Regions from separate parts of the Mus musculus genome. Here region 1 is linked to region 2. Evidence: chromatin contacts called from public promoter capture Hi-C data. All regions are on one chromosome and are shown on one strand. Each heading gives the region's core, a stretch centred on a gene start, on an enhancer-like site or on the middle of the called end of the contact. The rest is flanking DNA. Distances are from core to core; before and after follow the strand shown. Region 1 holds the start of Trim63 (tripartite motif-containing 63). Region 2 holds the start of Ubxn11 (UBX domain protein 11).

Region 1 (6,388 bases), core at 3,706-6,205, 210 kb before region 2:
CAAGAGAGGCTCTGGTGGAGAGGTCTGGGACCACAGACTAGCAGACAGGACAGGGAAGCCATGGCCTCTTCCTTCTGGTCACACCCAGGTGCTCTCAAGTGGCTCTAAGTATAACCTATGAGCTCAGCCACCTCCCCCAGGGAGGCAACGGCTGTTGTCCCTGTGGCCTGGGAAGTCCCTCCAGAGGGACTATTCCTGAAAGGCCGGCTCAGCACATCCACAAGGGTCAAGTCCACCCCCAGAATCATCAGGGCACAGCAGCTGTAGCCAGTACCTTCTGTCCTTGGAAGATGCTTTGCAAAGGGGCAACCTCACAGGCCTGGTGAGCCCCAAACACCTTGCACAAGGAGCAAGTAGGCACCTCACACGTGAGACAGTAGATGTTGATTTTCTCGTCTTCGTGTTCCTTGCACATCGGGTGGCTGCCTTTCTGCAGGGGCCGACTGAGGTGGAGGAGAGTCACAGGTCAGGGTTGTCCCATCTGCCTGCCCCATCCTAGCTGCGAGCACAGGAAGCCACGCATCCGTACGTCAGCTCCCAGTGGGTCAAGCTGCTCCAAACATTCTCCTATTTAACTTCTGGGAACCCAAGGTCAAGGTAGCTAATGCTAGCAAGCAAATCTGTTTCCAGCCTTTAAACTCAGGCTCTGCTCCATCATTGGACCTGACCTGAGTTGTTACAGAGGGCATGGGGCGACCCCCAGAATTTCAGTCAGACCAGAAGATGCTCACAGGGTGGGAGACGCAATGGAGTTGCAGCAAATAAATGGACTTGCCCAAGGTGGCCCAGCAGCACAGCCAGAGAGGCCAGAACTCCTATGCTCTAATTTTAGCCCCGTAGATTTGGTTGCTGGGGCCTGGGCCGTTTATTCTGATGGCAGCCTTCACGTCTATATTTAATCTATGAGACTGTATCCTCCAACTGGGCAGGGAAGCCTGCCTGTATTTCTTCCCTGAGTCTATAACATACAGTACCTGGTGTGGAGACCATGGAAGCAAAATGCAGGTAGAAAGAGTACGTCAGTAAACGCACCCTGAGGGCATCCTGGAGTTCAGAGAATGAGGCAGCCTGTGCACTCTAAGCCATACAAGCATCACGTGGTCGGGGGCGCTACACAAAGGCTCTCCAGGGCCCAGAGTCTCTTCTATAATTTTAAAAACTGCATTTATTTAGTATATGTGTACTGGGGGTGGGGTATGTGTGCCACACGGCATCCATGGAGGTTGGAGAACAGCTTGAAGGAGTTGGTTCTCTCCTTCCACTATGTGGGCTCAGGGGATAGAACTCTGGTTATCAGCCTTGGCCTCAAGCACCTCTACTCACTGAGCCATCTAGCCGACCCCAGAGTTCCTTCTTTCTGTCTTCTCCCTTTATGGCTTCCTCCACTAGGGTACCTGGGATGTCGCTTTCCAACATCAGTTGTTTCCCATTCTAGACGGGGGTTTTAGAGTTGAGGCTAACTAGATCTTCCATTCCTTTAGGATAGGCTGCCGTGTCTTCACTCCCCCCTGCCCCCCCAGTCCCTTACAGCAATTCACTTCCAACAGTGAGCATCCCCCACAGGTCCGTGTGGCCCCTCCCACAGCCCTGCTGGTCACGCCAGGCTTTTCTGCCCTCTTCAGGAGCCTCTTTCCAAACACTTGGTTTTGGTTTTTTTCATCTTTGAGCCCAGGAACCCCACACTGTGGCCATCATGATGGGGGTTTCCCTGGCACCACACCATCTTGGCGATGCCCAGGGAAGGCATTAGCATTAGGCTAACATGAATATACTATAAATTTTGTCATCATCATCACCACCCAAAATAGGCATCTGAGGCCTGAGAAGATGGCGCAGGAGATGAGGGTGCTTGCAGCACAAGGCTAACAACCAGAGTTCCTTCCCTGGGACTCACAAAGGCAGAAGGAGAGGGCTGATTCCACAAAGTTGTTTCCTGACCTCCACACATGGGCCATGGCTGGTGTGCACTCACACCCACACCACACATTAATAACAATAATAAGTAGAAACATTTTTTCAGTGTATATGTATGAGTTGTCTGGGGAAGAGCCTGGGGCCTGGACGGAACCTTGTGTTAGATAGGAGTTCTACCACTGACCTACCGTACCAGCCCCTTAGTCTCCTTAGTATATTCTTACTATGAATCAGCATCTTTCTGAGCTATCCAGGCAGGCCCTGCATTTGCAGTGTTGCCTGGGTGAACCTTGGAACTGAGATCCTCCTGCCTCAGACTCCCAAGTAGCTGGGATCACAGGCATATGCCACTGTGCCTGGGCTCAACAATGTCCGTCTGTAGTGCTGTGTGCTAGGGACATGAGACACAATGTAACAAAGAAGTGTAGGATGTTCAGAGAGAAGGCTGGAGATATGGGTGGGTAATTAAGAGCTCGCTGTTCTTGCAAAGGACCTGCGTTTGGTTCCCAGCATCCACAGGGCAGCTCACAGCCAGTTCTAGTTCCAGGGCGTTTGTGATAGCTGAATCTTGTCCACTTGACTACATCTGGAATTAACTAAAAACCCAAGTGGCTGGGTTTGTTTGTTTGTTGAGACAGGGTTTCTTCTTTGGTAGCCCTGGCTGTCCTGAACTCACTCTGTAGACCAGGCTGGCTTCAAACTCACCGAGATCCACCTGCCTCTCCCTCCTGAGTGCTGGGATTAAAGGCATGCGCCACCACTGCCTAGTTAGGGAATTTTTTTTTTCTTCATTAAATCATTTGAAGTGGGAAGACCCACTTTTAATTTGGATCGGTTTTTTGTTTGTTTGTCTGTTTTTTTTTTGTTTTTGAGGTGGGAAGACCCACCTTTAATCTGGGCCACATGTTTTCCTGGCAGCCACCATAAAGGACATGGAAGAAGGAAGCTCTCTATTTGCCCGATTGCTCTCACTCTCTCTCACTAGCAAATCTGTTCCGTCACCGGCATTAGAGCCTATTCTTTTGGGACTCTGGCATATAATGAAGACCAGCTGAGACATCCAGCCTTGTGGACTACACAACTTGAGTGTGTGTGTGTCTGTGTGTGTGTGTGTATACTGTATGTTATATTTCTATAGTGAACCCTGACTAATACAGGGACCCAGTACCCTCTTCTGGTATACCCACAGATGCCAGGCATGTGTGTGCACACACACATACACACCTATATGTAAGCAAAAGAAAATAAATAAATATATTTTTAAAGCTGAGATTGAGAAACAACAAAAGGATCTCAAGTTGATACCAGCTTGAGCTACATGTCAAGGCTCCATCCCTGGGGACGTAGCTCAGTGGTAGAGCATTTACCTAGTGAGGACCAATCTCTACAATGAATGCAAACACACACACACACACACACACAGCCCCCTGCACCCTATTCTGAGGACGCTTTCTCACGCCCCCAGTATACCCAGAACTCAAGAGCTGAGGTTCTGTCTGCGGTAGAGGGTGCTGGCTCTCTGTGCTGGTGAAAGCAGCTGTAGGCTCCTGGATGTGGGAGGGGCCTGGGGAAGAGGCGGGGCCGTTCGGCTGCACACTGACCTGGAGCACTCCTGCTTGTAGATGTCAATGATGTTTTCCACCAGCAGGTTCCTCTGCAGGCCGTACACCCCGTGCCGGTCCATGATCACTTCATGGCGGCACGAGGGGCAACGGAAACGACCTCCAGACATGGACACTGAGCCACCGCGGTTGGTCCAGTAGGGATTCGCAGCCTGCAGACAGCCAAGGCAAAGATGAGGCCGGCATTCCTACCCTCTCCAGTCTCAGTTCTCCTTGTCCCAGTTGCTCCAGATACATTGGCCAAACCAAAGGGCACCCACCGGTTCCTGGCCTTGACCTAGAACTAGCCCACCCATGTGGTGAAGTATCTTGGTTGAAGCACTCAAACAGGCAAGAGGATCAGTACCAGCTAACATGAGTTCAAGTCATGTGATTTAAGACAAGCAACTGTAATCTTTCTATGCCTCAGTTTACCACTGATACCACAGGTCTTAGAATTAGAGCCAGCTCCTAGGATATTATTTTAAATTTTGTTTTGTTTTGTTTTTGAGGTAGGGTCTTGCTATCTCAAGCTAATTAGGTAGCACAGACTACACTCTTAGCAATCCTCCTGCCTCAGGTTTCAGGTTTGCTGGGATTATTGGCATATGCAACTAGTCCTGAGTTTGGAAGCGCATTTCCTGTCGTGGCTCCGGACCCTCTTCCCAGTGCAACGCCTCAACTCTTCCCTTTCCCTTCTCAGGAAGATGGAGTCCCTTCTGCCCCCATGTTGGAGCACGCAGCCTCTGAGATGCTGCTGTGACCATGTTCTTCTCGCCACCCTCCTCCCAAAGTCTGGGCCCCCTGCCACCCTGGAGCTGGCTCTTGCCCTAGGCAGGGCCTGGTTTTTCTCTTCTCTCTACTCAGCTCCCGTCTTATCACTTGAGGTATTTGACTCTTGACTGGGGAACCAAGAGCGAGCAGTCCAGGCAGAGCGCGGAGCCGTGGGCAGGGTGGGGACTAGATGGGTAGAGAAGGACCCAGCCGCTCCTTTACCCCTTAGCCCCAGCCCTACCCCCAGCCCTAGCCCTTCCCGGGGGTCTCTGTAGCTTCTCAATGGAGCAAGTGGTTGAAGTGTCCTAGGCTGAGAGGGAGGGGCGTCTGAGAAGCTGTCGGGGGTCTGGGGGCAGGGGTAGGGGGTGGGGATTCCAGGTCCGGGGCCCTGCCTAGCACTGACCTGGAAGATGTCGTTGGCACACTTCCGGCAGAGGTTGTGTTGGCAGGGCAGGATGACCACAGGCTTGGTAAACATCTCCAGGCAGATGGGGCAGATCAGCTGCTTCTCCAGGTTCTCCATAGCGTTTCCATCAGGAATCAGGCTAGATTTATAATCCATATTGCTTTGAAATGCGACTGTCTCGCCCACCTGCGTCACACCAAGTCTTTGTCTCCAAACCCACTCGGATCCTCTTTGTCTTCGTCCCCTGACCCCCGACTTCTGTCTTGGTCTGAGGCCCCTCTGATATTTATAGCTGCACCTCTGTCACATGAGCCCCAGGAGGGGACCAGCTGAGCATTCCGCAGCCAGGCTGCTGGCAGGGCTTGAGTTTCCTCCAGGCCTCAAAGATTTGGCCCTCTCAGATCACATGCAGGGATGAGCAATCGCTGTTGCCCTGCCGTGGGGGTCGTAAACAAGAACAGACTGTTCAGAGCCAGGTTCAGGGGAGAGCCAGATACCCTAGTTTCCTGCAGAAGTTGGTCTCCGCCCCACCCCCACTCCCCGCCCCTGCCCCATCCCCGCCCCTCCAGTCAATTGGGAGTAAGGGAATGGAACCTGGGTTTGGGGGTGGGGGTGGGGGTGCGGGGTTGGGGCTGGCATTTAAGACCAGCACTCCTGTATCAAACTAAATCTGTTCCCCTCCTGGATTCTGAACAGCTCTAAGGCCTTGGGATAGCCCTTTCTGTGAGCCCTTTCTCCTGCCTCAGACTCCAGTCAAGCATTTCAGTAGAGTCTTTTGAGACTCCATGTTGGGCAGCCCACCCTGACAGCCCTCAGCCAGTCATTGAACTTAGGCTGGCAAGGCTTTCTTGAGGGCCAGCAGGATGGCTCAGTGGTAAAGGGGCTTGCTGCCAAGGCTGACAACTTGTCTTGGCAAGTTCATCTGTCTTCCCTGCACTGACATGCTCACAGCCCCGAAAGGAGACAAACATGAACACCCTTGTGCTGCCTCAGACCCTGCCCAGACAACCGGAAGTCTGCCAGAGGCTCCACTGGACTCTCTGCATACACGTTCATTCTTGGGCCCCAGGAAGAGCCTACCAGGTGCTGGAATATACAGCTCTCTTGACACAGGAGTGATCAGAGCTCTAAGAGCCAATGATCTGCAAGTCTATATTCCCAGCTCCTCCTCGGGAGGCTGAGGCAAGAGGATACAAAGTCTAAGGAGAGATGGCTCAGTGGTTAAAAGCACTGACTATTCCAGAGGCCCTGAGTTCAATTCCCAGCAACCACATGGTGGCTCACAACCATCTGTAATGGAATCTGATGCCCTCTTCTGGTGTGTCTGCAGAGAGCAATAGTGTACTCAGATAAAATAAGACCATGCTGAGCTACATAGTGATATCATGTAGTCTCAGAATAAAAGGTAAAGCAAGGCATGCTGGGTACATGCCAATAACCCCAGTATTTAGAAGGCAGAGGCAGGAGTTCATAGCTGGCCTGGGCTACATGAGACCCTATCACAAAATAACAAAATACTGACACTATACATTACCCCTCACCACAAACCACATCACCCCAAAATAACAGGTATTAAAATAAGTTTTGTTTTGTTTTTTTCTGTTTGTCTTTTAGATTTTTTTTTTCCTAAAGATTTATTTATTACATGTAAGTACACTGTAGCTATCCTCAGATACTCCAGAAGAGGGAGTCA
Region 2 (6,188 bases), core at 814-3,313:
GTGATGTGCGGGCTGTATCAATTCTGTTATCAGTAAAACCACCACAGAAAAATCACTGCCCCAGAGACTCACCTCCTCCATCTTCCCTTCTTCATGGGACCCATCACCCAAGGGCACCGTTTTCCTCTCTCTAGCCTCTCTCCATTCTATCAGCTCCCAAACCCTTCAGGTCAAATGCCACCCTGTCTCTGCTGTGGGTTCTTTTCTCCTGTGACACAGGACAATTCTTCGGGAGCTTTTACACTGCCCGTCCTGTGAGCCCTGGGCCCTGTGGATAAGACCTAGCTAGTGCCTTCAGTCTGGGGATTTCTCCTGGGCACCACTGTGCCTTCTCGCTCCCCTGGGCCAGAGATATTTTCTTGTTGCTGTTTTGGCACTGGGGGCTGAGAGGATCTACCGCTGAGCAAGACACTCGGTCCCTTTAAATTTGTTTATTGACTTTGAAGATTTATTTATTTTATATATGAGAGTACACTGTCACTGTCTTCAGACACACCAGAAGAGGGCATCGGATCCCATTACAGATAGTTGTGAGCCACCACGTGGTTGCTGGGAAATGAACTCAGGATCTCTGGAAGAGCAGTCGGTGCTCTTAACTGGTGAGCCATCGCTCCAGCCCCTTAAATTTATTTTTAGTTTTTCTTTTCTTTTTTTTTTAAAGATTTATTTATTTATTATATGTAAGTACACTGTAGCTGTCTTCAGACACTCCAGAAGAGGGAGTCAGATCTCGTATGGATGGTTGTAAGCCACCATGTGGTTGCTGGGATTTGAACTCCTGACCTTCGGAAGAGCAGTCGGGTGCTCTTACCCACTGAGCCATCTCACCAGCCCAAAATGTGTAGCCCAGGCTGGCCTCAACCAGCGAGACAGGGTTTCTCTGTATAGCCCTGGCTGCCCTGGAACTCACTCTGTAGACCAGGCTGGCCTGGAACTCAGAAATCCGCCTGCCTCTGCCTCCCAAGTGCTGGGATTAAAGGCGTGCGCGACCATGCCCAGCTTGAAATAAAGTCTTAAGCTTGAAAATGGCTCAGAGGTTAAGAGCAATTGCTGCTCTTGAAGAACCTCGGTTTGGTTCCCAGTAACTGCATCGCAGCTCAGAACAGAACCTCTTGTAACTCCAGTTCCAGGGACGGTGATGCCTTCCTCTGGCCTCCTTTGACACCAGACATGCATGTGGTACACATACACACATGCAGACACATATATGTATGAAATGATAATAATAAATATATAATATATATAAAGGTCTTTGCCCCCACTGGCCTTGAACTGGCTCTAAAGTCCAGGCTGACTTTGAACATGTGCTCCGCCTGTTTCAGCCTCCTGAGTAGCTTTACACGTCTGCAGACCACCAGGCCCAGCTTCTATTTTGTTTAGTTATTTGTTTTTTGTTTTTGAGACAAGAGTCTCACTCTGTTAAACCAGGCTGGCCTCAAACTTTGCTGGGATTAAAGGTGTGAGCCACCACTCCTGGCTTTGTTTTATTTTACTTTTTTTAATTTAAGGTAAAGTTTCGCTGATTTACCCTGGTTGGCCTGGGACTCGCAATGTAGCCAGATAGGCTTCGTACTCCAGTCCTCTCTCCTCGGCCCCTACATAGAGTGCAGGCCTATGTCACAACCCATTAAGTCTGTAAAGATACGGTTGTCGCCTCCGGTGAGGGTTACAAACGTGTCCTTTGTTTCTTCATCTGAAGGACCAAACTGAGTGCTGCCCTAGGCAGTTATCACTCGACACACCAGGCGACAGCCTGATAGCTGCGCGACATCCTCCTAATCCTTTGCTGGGCACGTTGGCACTAAGAAGGTTAGTGCGCCCAAAGCCCGCCCCAGGATTCCGCCGCCTGTCCCGCCTCCACGCGCGGACACGGTGAGTATGGTCCCCACTTCCCTCCTGAGCCAAGTCATGCATGTCGCCGACCCTCGGAGTCAGGACGAGGGCCGCGGCCTGCGGGAAGACTTAGCGGGGCAGAAAGGCCCGGAGATGGCACTCACCACGGGGCCAGCGAGCCGTCCCGCGGCGCCGCCATCTTGTTGTCTCGGGGTTTCCCAGGCGACCAGGACCCGAGCACTTCTCATTGGCTAATTCCGAGAGGCTCTCTAACGAACCAGAGGGCAGTGAAGACGGGCATAGGGTTGCACGTGAGACTTCAAATCCCAGAATGCACCGCTCTAAGAGGTCAGAGGGCGTTCTTGAGGCCGGGTCTTGAGTTCAAGAGATTGGTCCCTAGAAGCCTCTAGACCTGAAGATGTTGAACCCGACGTTGTCAATATTGTGCTATTTGATCTTGAAGAAATCATGTTTCCTTTGTTTTCCCACCTGATCATGCAAAGATGAATGGAAATGATGCAGGTGACTTAATAAATATTTAAATCTCATTTCCCCCCTCTAATTTATGGACTAGATGATGCACTGCAGGAAAGTTCTAATTCTAGTTCCTAAGTAGAATAATTGGGTGACCCTTCACTTCCAGTATGACGAGTAATTTCCCCTCCCTCAGCCTCATAGCTAGATGGCTCAACGGGTACTAAGTCTTGGTCTTACTACCAAGCTGAAGACCAAGTTCGATCAGGTCACACATGGCAGGAGAAAACGGCTCCTGGATCTGTCTTCCGATTTCTGCAGGAGCACTGTCCAGATGCAACACGAAATAAGTGACCAAATAGATATTAACTGAAAACTAAAATTATCCTAATAGCACCAAAGTACTAGAGATACTTTAGTTAGGACTGCACTGGGTCCTCACCTGTACAGACAGGGTAACTTTGAGCACATTCACATCTCCTTTTCTTCGCTTGTAAAATGAAAATACGGCCTACCTGACAAGGTTGCTGGGATTGGCCATTAGGAGGGTAATGCAAAGTACTTATCAAACACCTCTATAGATGTTTTCAAAATATTTCTTGCCAGGTGGTGGTGGCACTTGTCTCTAATCCCAGCAGGAGACAGAGGCAAGAGGATCTCTGAATTCGAAGCCAGCCTGGTCTACAGAGTGAGCCCCAGGACAGCCAAGGCTACAGAAAGAAACCCTGTTTAGAAAAACAAAACCAGGTCAGGTGTGGTGGCTCCCGCCTTTAATCCCAGCACTTGGGAGGCAGAGGCAGGCAGATTTCTGAGTTTGAGGCCAGCCTGGTCTACAGAGTGAGTTCCAGGCCAGCCAGGGATACACAGAGAAACCCTGTCTTAAAAAAAACACAAAGAAAAAGAAAAACATAGAGCCGGGCATGGTGGCACATGCCTTTAATCCCAGCACTTGGGAGGCAGAGGCAGGTGGATTTCTGAGTTCGAGGCCAGCCTGGTCTACAGAGTGAGTTCCAGGCCAGCCAGGGATACACAGAGAAACCCTGTCTTTAAAAAAACACAAAGAAAAAGAAAAACATAGAGCCGGGCATGGTGGCACATGCCTTTAATCCCAGCACTTGGGAGGCAGAGGCAGGTGGATTTCTGAGTTCGAGGCCAGCCTGGTCTACAGAGTGAGTTCCAGGGCAGCCAGGGCTACACAGAGAAACCCTGTCTGGAAAAAAAAAAAAAAAAAAGGAAGAAGAAAAACATGAAGACTCTAATCCAGAGGTCTCAACCTGTGGCTTGTGACCCAGTTTGGGGCCCCATACCTGATATCCTGCATATTAGATAGTAGCAAAAATACAGTTATGAAGTAGCAATGGAATAAATTTACGGTTGGAGCTCACTACGACAAGAGGAACCAGATTAAAGGGTCACAGCCTTAGGAAGGTTGAGAACCACCGCTAAACTCTCCTCAGGGTTACTTTCTCAGCCCTTGTCACTCAATGTACCATCTTAGAGACCCTGGAAAACTTTCTGGGGTCTCCAGCCTTGAATGCTAGGAGCCCCTGGAGATGGGTCTACATAACTTCCACACCACCCAGGACTCCTTCTTCACTTCTGGGATGTAGCTCCTCTGGCTGCCTCTTTACCCCATCCAGGGCTTGAGCAGAATTCTGTTCTTGGGTGGACAGAATCTACTTGACTTTTAGCTCATTAACTGAAAGATGCTTAGCAGACATGGCTCCTTTGGGGCTAAGGAGTTTATTGAGAGCTAGCAGCTCTGGGAGGAAGGAAGCAGAGAGAGGGAGTCTTTCAAGCCCACAGAGTCCCTGAGGAGACAACTGTGCTCTCTGTACTCCTCCTCTTCCGCCTTTGCCACCCTTACAGCCCCCACCTCTGATGAATGCCCATCACCCCCAGCTTAGGATACTTGAAGCCTCTATAGTCAAAGTCCCGCCCTCCACCCTCCTCATGCTCCAGGAACAGCAAGCTCCTCCCGAGTGTTGGGCTTCTTCTGGAACACCTTCCATTGCTTCTCCTTCAAACCCTAGCGATACCAGCTCTGGGCCTTCTCCCTTCTCTTAAGCAGGGTTACATTCTACTTTACAGCCCGATGCCATGGTCACCTTCCCATCCAGTTTTGTGACCTATAGACACCCTGCCCTAGTACAGGCCTATGAAGTCCTCAAGGGGAGGGTCCCCTCTTCCTTTATCTTGCCCAAGCTGGTAAGTATAAGTAAATTTGAAGAGTAAATGAACAAAAGGATGGATGGATGGTTGGATGGATGGATGGATGGATGGTTGGATGGATGGATGGATGGATGGATGGATAGGAGGGTAGATGGATGAATGGATGGATGGACAGATGGATGGGTGAGCTGGTGGATGGATGGATGGATGGATGGATGGATGGATGGATGGATGGATGGATGGGTGATTTACCTTAATAGAAGCTTGAGGCCAGCCTGAGCTACACTGTCAGGTAGGCTGTCTCAAAAACAGCAGTAACAACAAAGATATAGCTTGAGTGCTCTATGGTGCTATTAAATCATACCTCTTGGGCTGGAGAGATGGCTCAGCGGGTAAGAGCACTGACTGCTCTTCCAGAGGTTCTGAGTTCAAATCCCAGCAATCACATGGTGGCTCACAACCATCCGTAATGAGATCTGACACCCTCTCCTGGTGTGTCTGAGACAGCTACAGTGTACTTACATATAACAATAAATAAATCTTTAAAAAACAAAACAAAAAACAGCTCCACCTAAGGTCCACTTAATCTTAGAAGCCAGGGGCAAGAGCTTTGTGCCCTTGCCATAGTTCCTAGTCTAGTCTTTTGTATAGTCCAACTTCCCCCTAAGCCATTGTAAATTCCGGTGTATGGGTATAACTCAGCTATCTATAGTTCTAAGTATCTACTCTGGTTCCTCAATATTAAGGGAAAGCACTCAGATCCGTTTACCAGTAAAGCAAGGACATTGGAGCATTCGTTATACAGGACACCACCGTTCCAGGAGACTAAGTTTCCGTGAACTTTCCCCTCGGGACAGCTCCCAGGTTTTTGGGGCCTGTCATGCTTGTCACTACTGGAGTGGATGTAGCACCTGACACCAGTTGGTCCCATGTTCAATGCTCTACTGGGTTGGAGAGGTGACAAGTCCTAGGTCAGATCACACACACACAAAAAAGGTACAGTCTTTTATTGCTTTGTTTTGTTTGAGACAAGGTCTCATGTAGCTCAGTCTGGTCTCAGCCTCACTATGTAGCCAAGCATGATGACCTTGACCCTCTAATCCTCTCCAATGCTGGGATTACAGGGCTGCACCACCACACCTGGAATTACGTGTGGCCGGGCTGGAAAACCAAGCCTTTGGCCTTCTAGGGAAGCATTCTGCAGGGCTACACACCAGCTCAGGAAACAGTCATCTTCACAGCGGCCAAAGAAGCACTTGAAGTGTGAAGATCACAGCCATCTCGTAGGGAGTTTCACAGAGGAAGTGGAAAGTTTCTCCGGGGAAGGGCAGAGGTGTCAGAGAGCCGGAGGCAGCCAGGCAAGTGTGGGGGAGGGCCAGCTAGGAAGTGGTACGCACTGGGCAGTAGAGGATGTTACCAAATGAGGTCTGGCAATAAGGAAGAAGGCTGGCGGGGGAGGGGGGCTGACCATCAAGCTAAGGAAATTTGGTCTCAATTTGTGAGGAGAGGCATGGGGTGTGTGGACAGACTCCTGCTTTGTCAAGGCTAGGAAGTCAGACGTTAAAGTGTCCAGTGGAGCACAGCCATTGAGAAGTCTAGTCTGTAGTTCTAGTATTGCCTCTGCCTTGCCCTCGGTTTCCCCATCTGTCAAATGGGACTTTTCCTCTCAGTTTGGCAACCCGGCTTCTGTCTACACAGATGCTGTCAAA

What was found. Capture Hi-C pulls out chosen DNA fragments and counts their contacts.
Region 1: a contact with region 2 is called in a promoter capture Hi-C map of pancreatic islet. The contact joins the promoter of Trim63 here to the promoter of Ubxn11 in region 2. A contact is called at or near these places in 4 of 39 promoter capture datasets (the 3T3-L1 cell line, 3T3-L1-derived adipocytes, liver and 1 more), 3 of 484 Hi-C or Micro-C datasets (cerebellum, cerebral cortex and myocytes), 2 of 115 datasets of contacts at active chromatin or transcription factors (microglia and pancreatic cancer cells) and 3 of 9 other capture datasets (adipose tissue, liver and pancreatic islet).

What each region holds. Positions count from the first base shown.
Region 1 is chr4:134,313,687-134,320,074 of GRCm38.p6, reverse strand. Trim63 (tripartite motif-containing 63) reads right to left here and starts at 4,955. Exons shown (of 9, transcript NM_001039048.2): 1 at 4,693-4,955; 2 at 3,516-3,688; 3 at 275-443. The coding sequence starts at 4,851.
Region 2 is chr4:134,098,458-134,104,645 of GRCm38.p6, reverse strand. Ubxn11 (UBX domain protein 11) reads right to left here and starts at 2,063. Exons shown (of 15, transcript NM_026257.3): 1 at 1,998-2,063.